2 separate regions of the Mus musculus genome follow, and region 2 is linked to region 1. Evidence: chromatin contacts called from public Hi-C data. All regions are on one chromosome and are shown on one strand. Each heading gives the region's core, a stretch centred on a gene start, on an enhancer-like site or on the middle of the called end of the contact. The rest is flanking DNA. Distances are from core to core; before and after follow the strand shown.

Region 1 (7,318 bases), core at 2,357-4,856:
TTAAAGTCTCTATGTTTTGTTCAAAATTTCCCTCATTGTTTTCCTTGTATAATCTTTGGAATGTGTCATTTATTCTTTGTGATTTATTATCATTCATTTCATAAGTCTAGATTGACTTATTTTGCATATTGGTCTTAATTATCCAGCACCAGTATGTCATTTCACGAATAAAATCAAAATGTTAAACATTACAATATATCCTGTTACAGACTTAAGTAAAAGATGCAATCTTTACTCATGATTATCCACGAATTAACTAACATTACTCTTAGATTCTTACATTTTGTATATTGTTGGTTATTTAATCTCTTTTGAGGGTCCTGGTTGTAGTTAAGAGAGTAACTTGCTACATATAGTATATGTGGAGAATACTCTTCACACAGAATAATCCTTCAATATATACTTATTGCATGGGTAAGTGAATGCTTGGTGTTGTTTTTCCACTTTTTACCTATGTGACCTTCTGATAACAACATGAAGCAAAGCATAAACTATTTTATGTAACCTGTAAAATCTGAGTTATATTACCGGTTTATGGGCTTTATAGGAAGAACATATGATACTTTTGCAGTTCCTGGCTGTTGTCTTAATTATTTTCCTTGGAAGAATGTAAACCAGAATCTTAGAGATGGCACTAATGACAAACCAAAGGTTTCTATCCAAGTGTCTCTTGGTGAACAAATAAGTTTATTGGACTTCCTCACACAGCATGAGTGAGCAGTTACTTGCAGGAGTGTGGGGCATACCCCCAAATAGCCACTTCACTAAATATTTCACCACAGCATAGTTGATACTTCCCCCACAGCTATGCATATGATGTTCCCTCCTTCAATTAACCTTCAATCTTCTTTACATAGTTGGCTAGCCCCTCCCCGAGACCACGTACAGTTTGGGGGAGAATTCATATAACTAGGACTGGGACACAAGAAAGAGCAGTAGGAACCTCAGGTGAGATTCTGATGACCCTTCTTATCCCTTCCTTATATGAGGGAGTATTAACAGGCTGGGGCCTTGGAAACTTCTTGTGGGTAACTACAACTACTCCAATTAAGATGGAAATGGTTAGTATATCAATATTTCACAACTGTAGCAAATGCTATTTAATTCTCATTATTGAGTACTATTATCATCTAAGGTTATATAGGGACACTGAAGCATAGAGATTTCTTTTTTTTTTCCCCAAGTATTACACAGGAAGTTAAGGGATTGGAATAGTTTTCTGAACTTCATAACCTCTTTCTAAATCTAACCTCCCTTTGAACTTGGTGGTCTTGTCAAAAAACTTTACAGGCGTTGGTGTATATGTATGCAGAGCACATTGTATGTTTCAAATGTTTCTTACTTAGTCTGTCTTTTAATTCTTTGGGAGATAATTTTCCGTCTTAAATTTGTTTGCATATTTTCCTTTACACTTAAGATTTTTTTTTATCCCCAGGCTGTCTTTATCCTGGAGCATAAACATTGTTTTTAAAATAAATTCAAATCTTTTTTGTAAGCATCAGTTATGTATTTATTTTGCAGTGTTAGGAATGAAACCTGGGGTCTCCCATATTCTAGGGAAGCACTTTACCACTGAACCAGCCCCTGGGTAATTCTTAAACTATTTCCTTTCCTTATTTTTTTCTTACTAATGAATTTAGCGTCATTCTTCATCCTTCTTAATTATGGAATGTCTCAGTACATTGTTTGGTTTGAAAAATAAGGGATAGGAAGTATAAGTTACAATATCTCTTTGTGATAGGAGTGGGACTTAGTTCCTTATTTGGGAGAATACAGGCTTACTGAGTCCTGGATGGCAGTCTGGGTAGTGACAAGATACAACCCAATTTTTTAAATGGGCATGTTGTTTGGGGATTATTATTATTATTATTATTATTTTTTTTTTTTGGTGCAGTACTGGTGGGTAAATCCAGTGTGGTACTGGTGGGTAAATCCAGGACCTAGCAAAAGTTCTATACTGATCTAAATCCCCACCTCCTACCAGTGTATTTAATAAATCATTTTCAATTGCTAATCACTGGTATAAAGTTCAGTTTAAGTCCTATTCTTTCTGTGATTCATGTCCAATGTGAGTGCAATATTCTCTCTCTCTCTCTCTCTCTCTCTCTCTCTCTCTCTCTCTCTCTCTCTCTCTCTCTTTGGTTTTTCGAGACAGGGTTTCTCTGTGTTACCCTGGCTGACCTGGAACTCACTCTGTAGACCAGGCTGGCCTCAAATTCAGAAATCCACCTGCCTCTGCCTCCCAAGTGCTGGGATTAAAGGCGTGTGCCACCACTGCTGGGCCATGCAATTTTTTCTTATCATATTCATTTAAAGTAACCCTCTATGGCCACAAAGTCACTCAGCCAAATTGCTTTTCTTCCCTATATTGTTTTTCAAAGTATATAGCCTATGGCAGATCAATTTCCTTGGTGCATGCAGTCTTCTCTAAGACTGTGGTATGTTGTTCAAATTTACAAAGATGTGAATCATGTGCACAAGTTATTGGAATTAATGATAAAGGGACATGCCAGAGCATTCTAATTGTTTTCCCCAATAATCTCATTGAGTATTAGGGAAGGGAGCTGGAGGCTCATTGGGAGAGAAGTAGGTAGTGGAAATCTGAGCAGCAGCTGAAAGAGCTCACTACCTATCTGCCTACAAAGATTGTGGTCAGATTATGGAGGCACCACAATGTCTTATAATCGACTTTCAACTTTCTTTGGCCTCTACATTAAAACGTCTCTTTAAGTTGTAAGAAGGAACTCCTAAATCCCAAGATGGATTGGCTTCAAATCCCAGCATCAAATCGTCAGAATGCCATTTAAACTAAAACCTGTATTTCAAAAATTCTTTCCAAGGTTGTTTGATGATCAAAGCGCTTTTATCATCCAATGCTGACGTGATGAGACGAAACTGGAGATATTTTGGAGTTCTTGGAACAACTTCAAAGAGTCATAGAACAGAATGTGGAGACCTCTCTTTCCAAGTTTGGAAGGCAGCAGTTTGGCTGAGACTCACTGCAAGGAGAGCCTTCCTTGAAAACATTTAAGGTCTTTTCCTACTTTGGGCTTCTAAAGGCTAGCAGAATGCAAGTTATGCCTTATTCTCAATACGGTTCTCATTTTCCTCTCCAACCCTTCTTTTAGTATATTTGCACTGAAAGATGATTCTTGAGGTATTTGTAGGAAGTATCTCAGGTCAGTTGCCTCCTAATCCTCCCAAGAGCTGTTTCTATACATTTTGAAAGAAGTCCTTTTATTCCCCACCTCACATTTTGTGTTTTGTTTTTGTTTTGCAGAAGGAAAAGGCAAAGCACTCTGAGAGACTTGGGAGCAGGGGGAGGAGGCGCAGAGCTCAAGAGACTTCCAGTTAACCTGGTACCTCTTAAGACTTTGGTACCCAAAGCAGCGGACCCTGGATTTAGCATCCTTCCTCGGATCCTCGGTTGTTTTTTTTTTTTTTTTTTAACAAACGTTGAGCACGTTCCAGCGTCCTCTGTGTGCGCGACACCTCATAGCCACTGGCCCGGGGTTCCTTCCTACCATCTCCCTCGCCCCCCCTCCCACCCTCAGCCTGCGCATGCGTCCTAAGAACCCCCTCCACTCGCGGCCCAGGCTCCGAGTATTGTCGGGGGCTATTCTCTCTCCCAGGAACATGGCGGCGAGTCAGGGAGGCGGTGGGAACAGTGGGGGCGGCGGCTGCAGTGGAGGTGGAAGTGGCGGTGGCGGTGGCGCGGCTGGAGGAGGAGGTGGTGGTGGTGGAGGAGGAGGTGGGGGGGCCGGGGCGGGAGGAGGTGGCGGCTGTGGCGGGACCGTGGCGGTGCCCATCCCGGTACCGACTCTTTTCGGTCAGCCGTTCCCCAATGGGCCGCAGTGGCACCCGGGGAGCTTGCAGCCGCAGCACACGGTGAGGAGCCTGGACCGGGCCCTGGAGGAGGCGGGGAACTCTGGCATCCTGAGCCTCAGTGGCAGGAAACTCAGAGAGTTCCCGGGCAGCGGTTACGACCTGACGGACACCACCCAAGCAGGTGACAGGCTGGGGGGAGGGGAAGCGGGGCCTGGAAGGAGGATGGGGAGTGGGTGGCTGCGTGGCTGCCTTGGAGTCTGCTGGCCCGGCGCGCAGAGGCGGCGGGAGTCCCGGAATCCTAGCAGCCTCCTGTGACTGCAAAGGGGCAATGCAGGCAGCGGGAAAGAGGGGCGCCAGTAGCCCAGGGATGATGGAGAGCTGGCTGCGATGTTAGGGGCATTATTGTTAGAGAGTTGCGTGCATACAGGCAGAAGGGACTTATTGACACCTTCCTTAATGCACTTCTTGCAACTCTTGGTCTTATCTTTCCCTACCTCAACTGTGAGTAGGTGGGAGGCAGTGAGGGGGAGTTGAGAACAGACAATGCAGAATATCATAATCTCTACTTATTCCTTGAAGGCATCCATGCCTGCACGAATGGCATAGTCCTTTTTAGAGTCAGGTTTGCTGTTTGTGGTCTTATGGTGGATTTGTTTAATCATCTTAGGGTATTTTTGGCTTCTTTCCCCTCATGTATGCCTTATAGAGTGTTTTCTATTTTATCTTATTTTATTTATTCATTTTCCTGGCGTTGAGAGGTGATGGTGGCTAGATTAGTATTTGTTGTAGTAGCAAATTAAATCATCAATCACTTAAGGGTTTGGTTATTGGGTGAAAGGCAGTCCAGATTTGAATGATGTTAGTTTTAATTTTTATAGCAGAAATCAAAAGAAATGAGCATTTTTGAGAAAAATATTCCATTTCTTATGGAGTTGATGGTTAATGGATTATCCTATACTCTGTGTTCGTCTTTGTTGTGGCTGGTATTTTTGCTGTTGTTACGAATTCGCTCTCCTTCTAAAGCTGTGCAGCTTATTTTTAGCTTTGTTTAGGTTTGCTGAAAGTTTTTTTTTCCTTCTCATGATCTTTAATTCTTTATTTATGTACCCCATATACTCTGCTGAAATGAATTATGCACCAAAATATTAGAAGTGATGTAGTGATTTTGAAGCAACATAGTAAGTAAATTCATGCGTAGTAGGAAATAGTAAACAACCTTATTTACAAACCAGACAAATTGAGTGCATTCAGTTTCTAGACATCAAATCAAGATGCATGCACTGGCAGAGGATGGAAGAGGAAGAAAACCTCAAATGAAGCTTCCTAGTCAATAATCCTCTTAGGCGTTAGCCTCAGGAATGCATAATCAAGACCTGATTTTGTATTTTGGAAAGCACATTTGAATGTTTACACCTTTACCAAGAACAGATTGTCCAAACAACTCTATTCACATACTCATGGTGAGGTACTGACAATATATGCTCCTTGGTGTGTTTTTACAAAAGCTTCAAGAAAAATGGCTCCATGATGCATTCTTATAGGAATTGTTTTTCTTACTGTTTTTTTCTTTTCTTTTTTTAACCCATAAAGGTTCCTTCATTCTACCTGTGGGACAAAGTTTAAGCATCTTAGCTGTCACTGTCTGGCCCCAGGTTAATTATTGCAACCTTATCTCCACAAATGTTTCTGCCTTCTGTTCCAACTAGGTCAGCTTGCTGCCCTTCAAATGTGTTTGTGTAATTTTGCCTCATATTCATGAAGGTTCTCAGTATGCAGGAGGTTTTCTAAGAAGCTGGCTCCATAATCCATAGCAGTCTTCTGTTTCTTTGAATTCCTCGGCACTTATTGTCTTTACTACTTGTTTGACATTTCTGACTTTATTTTCCCTTTATGCTTGTGCCTTGTTCTCCCTGAGGATATGGGGAGCCCCTTTAAAGGTATATACTCATTTAGTGTTACCATTCTATATTGCTTCCTCCTCCTCCCCCTCCTACTTCTCCTCCTCCTCCTCCTAGCCCCCTCCTCCTCCTCTTTGTATAGTGACGTTTCTCACAAACATGAACATCATTTTATTCAGTTATAACCATTTGCTTTTAAGCCTTTGGTTGGTTTTCTGAGGCAAACCTCAACACAACCCAGAACCATATTTGTTCTTGGTAAGCTGTTAACTCCCCATATCTTTTTGTTGGTACTGGTGCTGAAGACTCAGGATTTTGCACATGCTATTGAAGCATTCTGTATCCATCTTAATCTTTACTAGGGTCTACATGGTATACCTTTTGGTGTGTGTACTTGTGCTTGTGCCCGTGCAAACCTGTGCTAGGGTGTGTATGAAAATGTGTAGGCCAGGGGTCAGCCTCAGGTGCAGTGCGTTTGATTTTCTTTGAGAGGTGCTCTCACTGCTCTGAAGTTGTCAAGGAGACTAGGCTGGGTGGTTTGAGAACACTGAGGACCCATTTCTCTTCCTTTCTCCAGCTCTGGGATTTAAAAAAAAAAATGTGCCAAGCTTTTTTTCTTTTGTATGTAGATGCTGGGGATTAAATTTAGATACTCATGCTTACCTGACTAACACCGGCTGAGGCTGAGTAAGGTGTTTTCATTTGTGTGTTTTCCTCCTTTACCTTTTCATTCTCTTCCTGCTTCCTCCTTTGTGTGTGATACTCCTGTGTGTAAACATTCCCTTATGGATGAAGGCACATGGGTGCTATGGGCAATGTGTGGTCATCAAAGGAGTATCTTGCATATCCGTTCTTACCTTCTACCTAAAGATAGGAGTCTTCTGGACTCTGAGTATTCTTGGCTAGCTGACCCATGATCTTCTAGGGCTTCTGCTGCCTTTCTTCTTATCTTCCTAAAGGAGTGCTGGGATTGCAAATACCTGAGTTACTGTGCCTGTCCTTTACGTGGGTTCTGGGGATTTGTACTCCAGCTGTCATTCTGTTGACAGGACTTTACCCATTGTCATTTCCCCAGCTCCCCTTACCCACCCTTTTGAGACAGAGTCTCTGTATTTCCAGCTAGTATTGAATTTACTTTGTATCCCAAATTGGCCTTGAACTTGAGATAATTTGCCTGACTCAGTCTCACCTAATTACAGGCATAAGCAACCATCTGATAGTACTTTTCAAAATAACTCTGCTTTATTATAAGCTATGATGCATATATGAAGGAGAATAGGCAGATTTTTCTCTTTCTTACTTTGAGTTATCTTTGCTTAATATTATACTTTCTAAACCCACCCACTTGCCTCTTAATTTCACTTTTATGAATATCTGAATAACATTCTAGTTTGTATGTGTAGTACATTTTCATTATCTACACATTTGTAAGTGGATGCCCGTGTTCATTCCATTTCATTGTTATTGTAAATACAGGAGCGATAAATATCGATGTGCAACTCTACCTGGTATGGAGTCCTTTGAGGAGTCTAGCTGGGTTATATGGTCGGGGTTCTTTTGTTTTATTTTCTGAGGAAATTCCAAACTCCTCT
Region 2 (7,318 bases), core at 3,130-5,629, 2.9 Mb before region 1:
CTGGTACTCTATATAACTCAGTTAACAAGCCATTTCCATGCTTTAGATAACCTGTCTTATATGGGGAGGTTAGGTTACAGACCCTCTCTATCTGCTATTTCCTCCAAACTAGAGCACACTCCCTGTAGCCTTCCTCTCAGAGCACAGCTATATAGAGTGGTTATGAGCTTGCAGCTCTGACAGAGTATTTCTCTCCCCTAGACAGCTGCAAGCTACAAAGAAAATCTAAGCTTCTGCAGAGTTTTACCCAATGACCATTTCCCCAGTGCCGTGCATGCTCAAAGTGGCTGTGAATTAAAGCCTCAATTCTTATCAGGTGCCTTGCGTGTCTTCATAATGTGTGGCATATATGTTAGGTCACCTGGCATAGAATCTCCTCCCCTTAACCCTAACCCAGTAGGAGGAAAAATTCCCTTTGTTGTTTGCAACGGAAGGCTTTTTCCTTCATTACCTCATGATGGCTGCTCTATGGCCTGATGCTTCTAACTCTCCAAATAGAACTATTCTGAGGGGTGGTAAGTCATCTTGGCTTTCTCTCTCCAACACGGAAGCCATCCTTTTAATTATTTGTCTAGCAGAATTGTATACACAGAATTCCAAGTTCCTTTGTTTGAGAACATATTCCAGTGTCTCCATCATTGTAGCATGGCCTTATCTATGGCTTTGTAAATGTTGCTAAATGGAGAGTTGACTCTTGTTTTTTATTTAGTAGAACATCATTTAAATTTTTTGTAGGTTTGATACTATTTAATACCTTCAATACTAGTGTATTTAGTTTTATATGCTGCGTACAATGAATTCATAAGGTTTCATATATTATTAGTTTTAATAGTTTTAAAAGGTGTACTCTGTGGGAATACCATTGCAATTACATGTGAGACTCTGGGTTCAACCTTCAGCTCCATGGAAAATAAGTAAATAAATGAATAAACACCAGTAAAGAAAAACACTTCTCAAAGAACCACTCTAACAACCATAAATGGCCAGTGTCTCCTGTCATACAGTTTAGAAGCTAGGACTAACCAGTCACTCTACTCCTTGTTCTATGGAAATTGCAGTGATACTTCAACTGGCTGGAGAGAGGGGTGGGGGGGGAGAGGGGAAAGAGGGGAGAGGGGAAAGAGGGGAGAGAGGGAGAGAGGGATGGAGAACAAGAAAGAGAACACACCACTTGGTGGGGTGGTGCATGCCTTTAATCCCAGCACTCAGGAGGCAGAGGCAGGCAGAGGAGTTCCAGGCCAGCCTGGTCTACAGAGTGAGTTCCAGGACAGCCAGGGCTACACAGAGAAACCCTGTCTCAAAAACAAAAACAAAAAACCACTCAAAAATGCAAGATAAATGTGGTTTTTCTTTTGTTTTGTTTTGCCTTTGACACTATGGTGCCCTGGCTTGGATGGGTCTAAACAAATCTCAACTCTTAAGCTCTTAAGATTTTAGGAAAGGGCTGAGCAGACATCCCCTTTTGTAAACCACTGACAGGCAAGGAGATGCCTCCTACTTCTGGCCATGTGCTCTGGTGTCCCATTCATTCTGAAGCTTGTCAGCTTTGATTCTTTTTTTTTTTTTTAAGATTTATTGATTTATTTATTATATGTAAGTACACTGTACCTGACCTCAGACACACCAGAAGAGGGTGGCAGATCTCATTATGGGTGGTTGTGAGCCACCATGTGGTTGCTGAGATTTGAACTCAGGACCTTCAGAAGAGCAGTCAGCACTCTTAACCACTGAGCCATCTCGCCAGCCCCAGCTTTGATTCTTAAAAACACATAGTCAGTCTTAGCCACATTTTTTTTTTTAAATAGAAAAGGACACAGACTCTGGAATTCTACTTTTCAGGTGAGTTAGGAGTTCCCCTCTAGCTTCTAATGTTGTAACCAAGTAATACAATCTAAGATACCAGTAGGAATTATTTATAGAAAAAAGCCTGATATACTATTTGGTAAAGTCAACAATGGTAATGTCATTAAAAATACATGCACCTGAAATACAAAGCCTCAAACATCTATAGAGGTTGGCTTTCAGTGCCTCTGTGTGCAGTCCAGATGCCTCTATATGGTTCTATGCAATAAGGTGGCAGCAATAAATTAGCTTTTTATTTTATTTATTTATTTATTTTATTTTGAGACAAGGTTTAGATCAGGCTGGCCCCTAATTCATTGGGATCTACTTGCCTCTGCTTCTCAGGTGCTAGGATTAAAGGTGTACACCACTATGTTTGGCTAATATATTAGTTTTAAAAGGATGAAATTTCTATTTACAAATAATCTCCCTTTAAAAAGTTATTTATTTATTTATTTATTTATTTATTTATTTATTTTTAAATCTTTCTCCAGACAGGGTTTTTCTTTGTGTAGCCTTGGCTGTCCTGGAACTTGCTCTGTAGACCAGACTGGCCCCAAACTCACAAAGGTCTGCCTGGCTTTGTAGTGCTGGGATTAAAGGTATACGCCACTATCTCCCGGTTAACAATAATCTCTTGAAGGTTTCTTTAGTATTTTACAACGTTGTAGACCTGCCTTAGAAACATTACTTTCAGGTGCATGATACTCTTAAGGAAAGCCAAGTTCACTTACTTCCTGACTTCCTTTGACTCTCATTTTACTGTTCTGTCTAGGGCACAAGTAGAGGAAAGGCTAGATATCATGGAGATGAGTGGATTTCATGCAGTTGTTGTGAAAACCACAACTCCCTTCTTCCAGGGAATAAGAGATACTTTCTTCGGGATCCATTTTGTGGGACCTTGGCCCAGGAATACAGAATTAGTTTACCCCAATGCCAAGTTCCATCATGGAAGGAGTTTTATAGTTTTATTTTTTACAAATAGTTTTATAGGACAAAGGAAGTCATGAATCAAGTCAAGTTTAAAATACATTGATGGGTAAACCAGAGAGGTATGAACAAGATGGAAGAGCTATTCTATAGGCCTAAGATGTTATCTGATGACAGTCTTAGCTCTGGGATTGGCAGAGCTAATGCTTTACTAAATTAATAGCTTCTAAGGGACTTTTATTTATTATCATAAGATATTAGTCCTAAGCAAATAGCTTCTAAGAGGTTTCTATTTATTATCACAGAATGTTAGCTTTAAGTTAATAGTGCCAATGAGCTTTTTATTTATTATTGCAAGATGTTAGTTCTAAAGTTACCACCTTCCAAAAGATTTTTTTCTATTATCACCAGGTGTTAGTGTTCAGATACTGAGTGGGGCCAGGAAGGCTAAACCTAGCTCAAGATAAAGCACTTAGCCTCTGAACCTGCACAATTCTAATCTCTCTATAATTCTGAAATTCCAGTGGGCCTATCATTTTCTGCAGACATAAACACAACCACACACAGCGTCTTTTCAGGGATTTTCATCGCAAAACTCTTTGTTTAAATAAAAGAAACTTTGGAGAGGAAAAAAAAGTGCAATGCACCAAGGAGTTGCTAGGCTGGACACAGGGATCTTTGCTGCCTGGATGCTCTATTTGGCTTCTCTTCAATATAGTTAAGAAAGGGGCCTGACCAGAGAACACAGAGACTTAATTCCAGGAAAACAACAAAGGCTGAAATAGCTGGAAGAAAAGTTCTCTAGAGCCCTGACCTCAAGGTTGGCTTCTTAATAAAATCCCATAAGAAAAACACCAGTAAACTACACATCCAAAGCATTCCTGATGCTAAAGTAACTGTCAGTAAGAATTGATTCCCATTCCCAAACTTGGTGCTGCACTGCCTATAATCTCAGCATTCTGGAGGTGGAGCCATGAGGATTAGTTCAAATCTGGCCTTGGTGAAATGCCAAGTTCCGGACCAGCTTCGACTACAGGACACTGTGGCTCAAACACAAGCAAACATACAAACAAAAAAGAAAGAAAGAGCTGGGCAGTGGTGGCGCATGCCTTTAATCCCAGCACTTGGGAGCTAGAGACAGGCGGATTTCTGAGTTCGAGGCCAGCCTGGTCTACAAAGTGAGTTCCAGGACAGCCAGGACTATACAGAGAAACCCTGTCTCGAAAAAACAAAAAACAAAAAAAGGAAAGCAATGTAGATCATTTGTGTTCAAAGTATACCTTCTTTTGGTAAAGGATGTGATCCCCCCCCCCGCCGGTGTTTTAGGGTACAGGTAAAATCATCCAAAAAGGTTTCATGATCAGAGAGGTAAGGGCTGAACGGGAGGCGATCTGGCTCAAGGCTCGAATGGCTAGAACATAAGGAGACCAGGGCTGTGTGGCTGCAAGTCACAAGCTCTGTTCTTTGGCCTAGAACAGGAGCTTTGGAAGTTACTTACCGGTAATGCTTAGGGAAGCTGGCAGCGACCTCACTCGTACCACTGCGCCAACGCGAAAATCAGCCAATCCTAGACCGCAGATTACAGCTTCCTTCCGGTGAGAAGGCGGGACTTCGGCTGATTTTCGCTAGGGTGAGGATGGGCGTTCGGGCTTTCATCGCGGATTCGGATCGCCGTACTCTCTTAGGCAAGTACGAGTGATTTTGGCGGTTTTCTCCATTCCGCTTACCTTCCGGAGTCTTCATTTCTACAACAGTTGACTGAAAAGCGGCAGGAAAATAATTTTGTTCCGTGAGGGTGAGTTTCAATTTCTGTGGCCGCTAGATGGCAATGTTAACCGCGGTATCGGAGTCCTGCCCACTCCACCCCGCCCTTTGTGCTTAAAAAAAAAGTAGTCTTTCTAAATTATGCTTCCTCAATCTGGTTCTCTTTTGCTTTTTTTTTTTTTTTTTGCTTGCCTGTGGATAAAGCCCTTTGCTCTTATAGTAGGCGGTTTAAATTCTGTTGGGCAGCTACTTGTGTTTTGGCTTTTCTAAAAGTCATTCTTTAACTTGTCTTTAGGATTAACATTAGAGGATCTTTATAAACATCCTCGTTCTTTTATTTAACCGTTTGCAGGGGTACTAATGAAAACAATTCTTATCCACATTGCAATCATCCAGACTCAATGCAGTTTACAATACTTGATTTAGGGATTATTTTTTTCTTCCCCATTCCCATGGGTATAATTTAAGCATACAGAAATGAGTATTTGTGTTATTGCTTTAACAATTTAAGAAAAGTGAAATCCCACTGAACCCCCCCTGACAGGTAATGATTAGAAAAAAGACCCTAGGAACTGGAGAGATGGCGAAGCAGTTAAGAGCTAGTACTGCTCCTACAGAGGACCCTTCCTAGGACACACCTTGGCTCTAGACAGTCAGATGCCTCTGGCCTACACCCACATGCACAGACACGTGCATGATTACAAGGTGATAAAAATGAATCTTAAAATGAGAAAAAGACTTGAACTTTTTTTCCAAATGTGACGACATCATCTAATAACTGATTTTCCTCCTTATGCCAATGTCAGGTATCATAAAGGATGATGCCTAAGGAGAGGATCATACTTGCTTTTTCCTCCTTGCTCACCATTATACTTTCTGCTCAGCATCAGAACTGCTATGTGTTCTCAACATTGGTGGTATTTGTTGAACAAATGACCAAGTGCCTGATTTCTTCAGGGTACAATTCTTTATCCATACAACATTACTGGGTCAGATCAGGCCTGGTGGTACAGGCCTGTAATCTAGCTACTGGGAAGATGGGTGGGAAGGGTTGCAGTTCAAGGCCTGCCTGTGCTGTTGAAGGCTGAGTGAGTTGAAGGCCAGCTGGGACTGTTTAATGAAACTCTGTCCATTGACTTTCTTTTGAAAGATGTTTATCTGTATCTATCTTACTGCTTTCTCGAGGGGAGAGTATAACTAAGTATTGACATTCTGATGCATGCACTAAAACTGAAGACTTACTTTTCTCATTTTGAAAATAATAAAAAGAAAAGAAGAGAAAAGAAAAAAAATCAGGAGATCTGGAGATATTGTTTCATTTTAGGCCAAACTTCTACTAGATGAAGGAAAGCATTTTACAAAGCAAGTGTGTGATTAGACAGTGATGGACTAGGGATGTTGGCAAATTTTTGGTAGTCTGGTTGCTCATCTTGATACCCGTGGTTATTGTCTCAGTACCTGTGTACTACCATTTTTGTAAAGGAGAGTGGAAGAAGAACCTGCTTTAGGGGGTGGTGGCCCACATAGGCCAACAGCTTGTGTCCTAGTAATGGCGGGGGGGTGGATGCTTGCTTACTTTTTACTTTTTTTTTTTTTTTTTTTTTTTTTTTTTTTGAGCAGGTTTCCATTATCCCAGAGTAGTTTTGAAGTGGCAATTTAGTCTAGCTAAGGATGACCAGAGTTTCTGGTTCCATATCCCTCAAGTGCTGGGATTACAGGTGTAATGTCAGGGGAATATAAAGAAGGAAAGCATATCAGTGTACATTTTTAAAGATAATTTCTCTATAAAGTGAAAAAAATTTTTATTGTACAGACTTACTGTTTCAACATCGCCATTTATTCACAATGCAATTTTAGAAGTAGATTTGTTAGGTCCAAAGGCCAAACAGTTCATTCACTCTTGAAAGAGTATTCTTTCTATGAGGATTCTTGTTTACCATGCCTTTCCTATGATTTAAAATATCAAATTATTATAAATATTAGAAGCTAATATTTAATATAAACAACACTTATTGCCATATATAATTACATTAAATATTAATTTAATAAATTGCTTTAATGTTAAAGTATTAAATAATATTTATGCTTATATGTAACTAATAAAATTTGACTTAATATTATTTAATTATTAAATATAAATATATTGTTATTGTTATTATTTTGGTACTGAGTATTGACCATGTATATGCTAGTCAAATGCTCTATATCTGACCTACAGAGTCCAGGCCTAATGTTTTTGATTTGTTTGTTTGCTTGTTTGTTTTTCCAGGCAAGGTTTCTCTAGGTGGCCCAGGCTGTCCTTGAACTCAGAGGTCTGCCTGCCTCTGCCTCCTGAGTGCTGAGGCATGTACCAGTACCACCCTGCTCCTAGGTTTGTAAAGGTAGTTAGATTATAATTTTAATAGTTGCAGGTATAGAAATGAGCTACCATCCATCATCTGCATTGCAAATTCTTCTTTTTTTGAAAGTGAATTATAACAATTTATTAACAAGGCAGACAGTTTTTTCACCGCAGTAGGTAAAGTTGACTTAATTTGTTTCACAGCTTTGGGTATTGTCCTTACACACAGAGGCCATCCATACATCTGTGGATTGTTCCACTTTTAAAATATATGCTGCTGAAGTGAGCATTGCATTGCAAGACTTTGACTTTTTTTTTAAAACTTTGCAGTTATATTTATCATTTTCAGATGTATAATTATCTTTTTCTATAACCAGATTTATTGATCTTTTGCCCCAGTGCTGGGATAAAATTTTCTGCTTTGATTGTGCAAGGTGAGTG

The links. Hi-C and Micro-C count contacts between places; a contact is called where the count stands out from the background.
Region 2: a Hi-C map of uterus shows a contact between it and region 1, with 7 times the contacts expected there. The contact joins the promoter of Tmem29 here to the promoter of Lrch2 in region 1. A contact is called at or near these places in 6 of 39 promoter capture datasets (the 3T3-L1 cell line, cranial neural crest, frontonasal cranial neural crest and 3 more) and 1 of 484 Hi-C or Micro-C datasets (uterus).

Annotation. Positions count from the first base shown.
Region 1 is chrX:147,550,369-147,557,686 of GRCm38.p6, reverse strand. It overlaps Lrch2 (leucine-rich repeats and calponin homology (CH) domain containing 2), which reads left to right and starts at 3,606. Exons shown (of 21, transcript NM_001081173.2): 1 at 3,606-4,009. The coding sequence starts at 3,637.
Region 2 is chrX:150,456,211-150,463,528 of GRCm38.p6, reverse strand. It overlaps Tmem29 (transmembrane protein 29), which reads left to right and starts at 4,379. Exons shown (of 3, transcript NM_001359039.1): 1 at 4,379-4,457. It also overlaps a transcript of Apex2 not described here.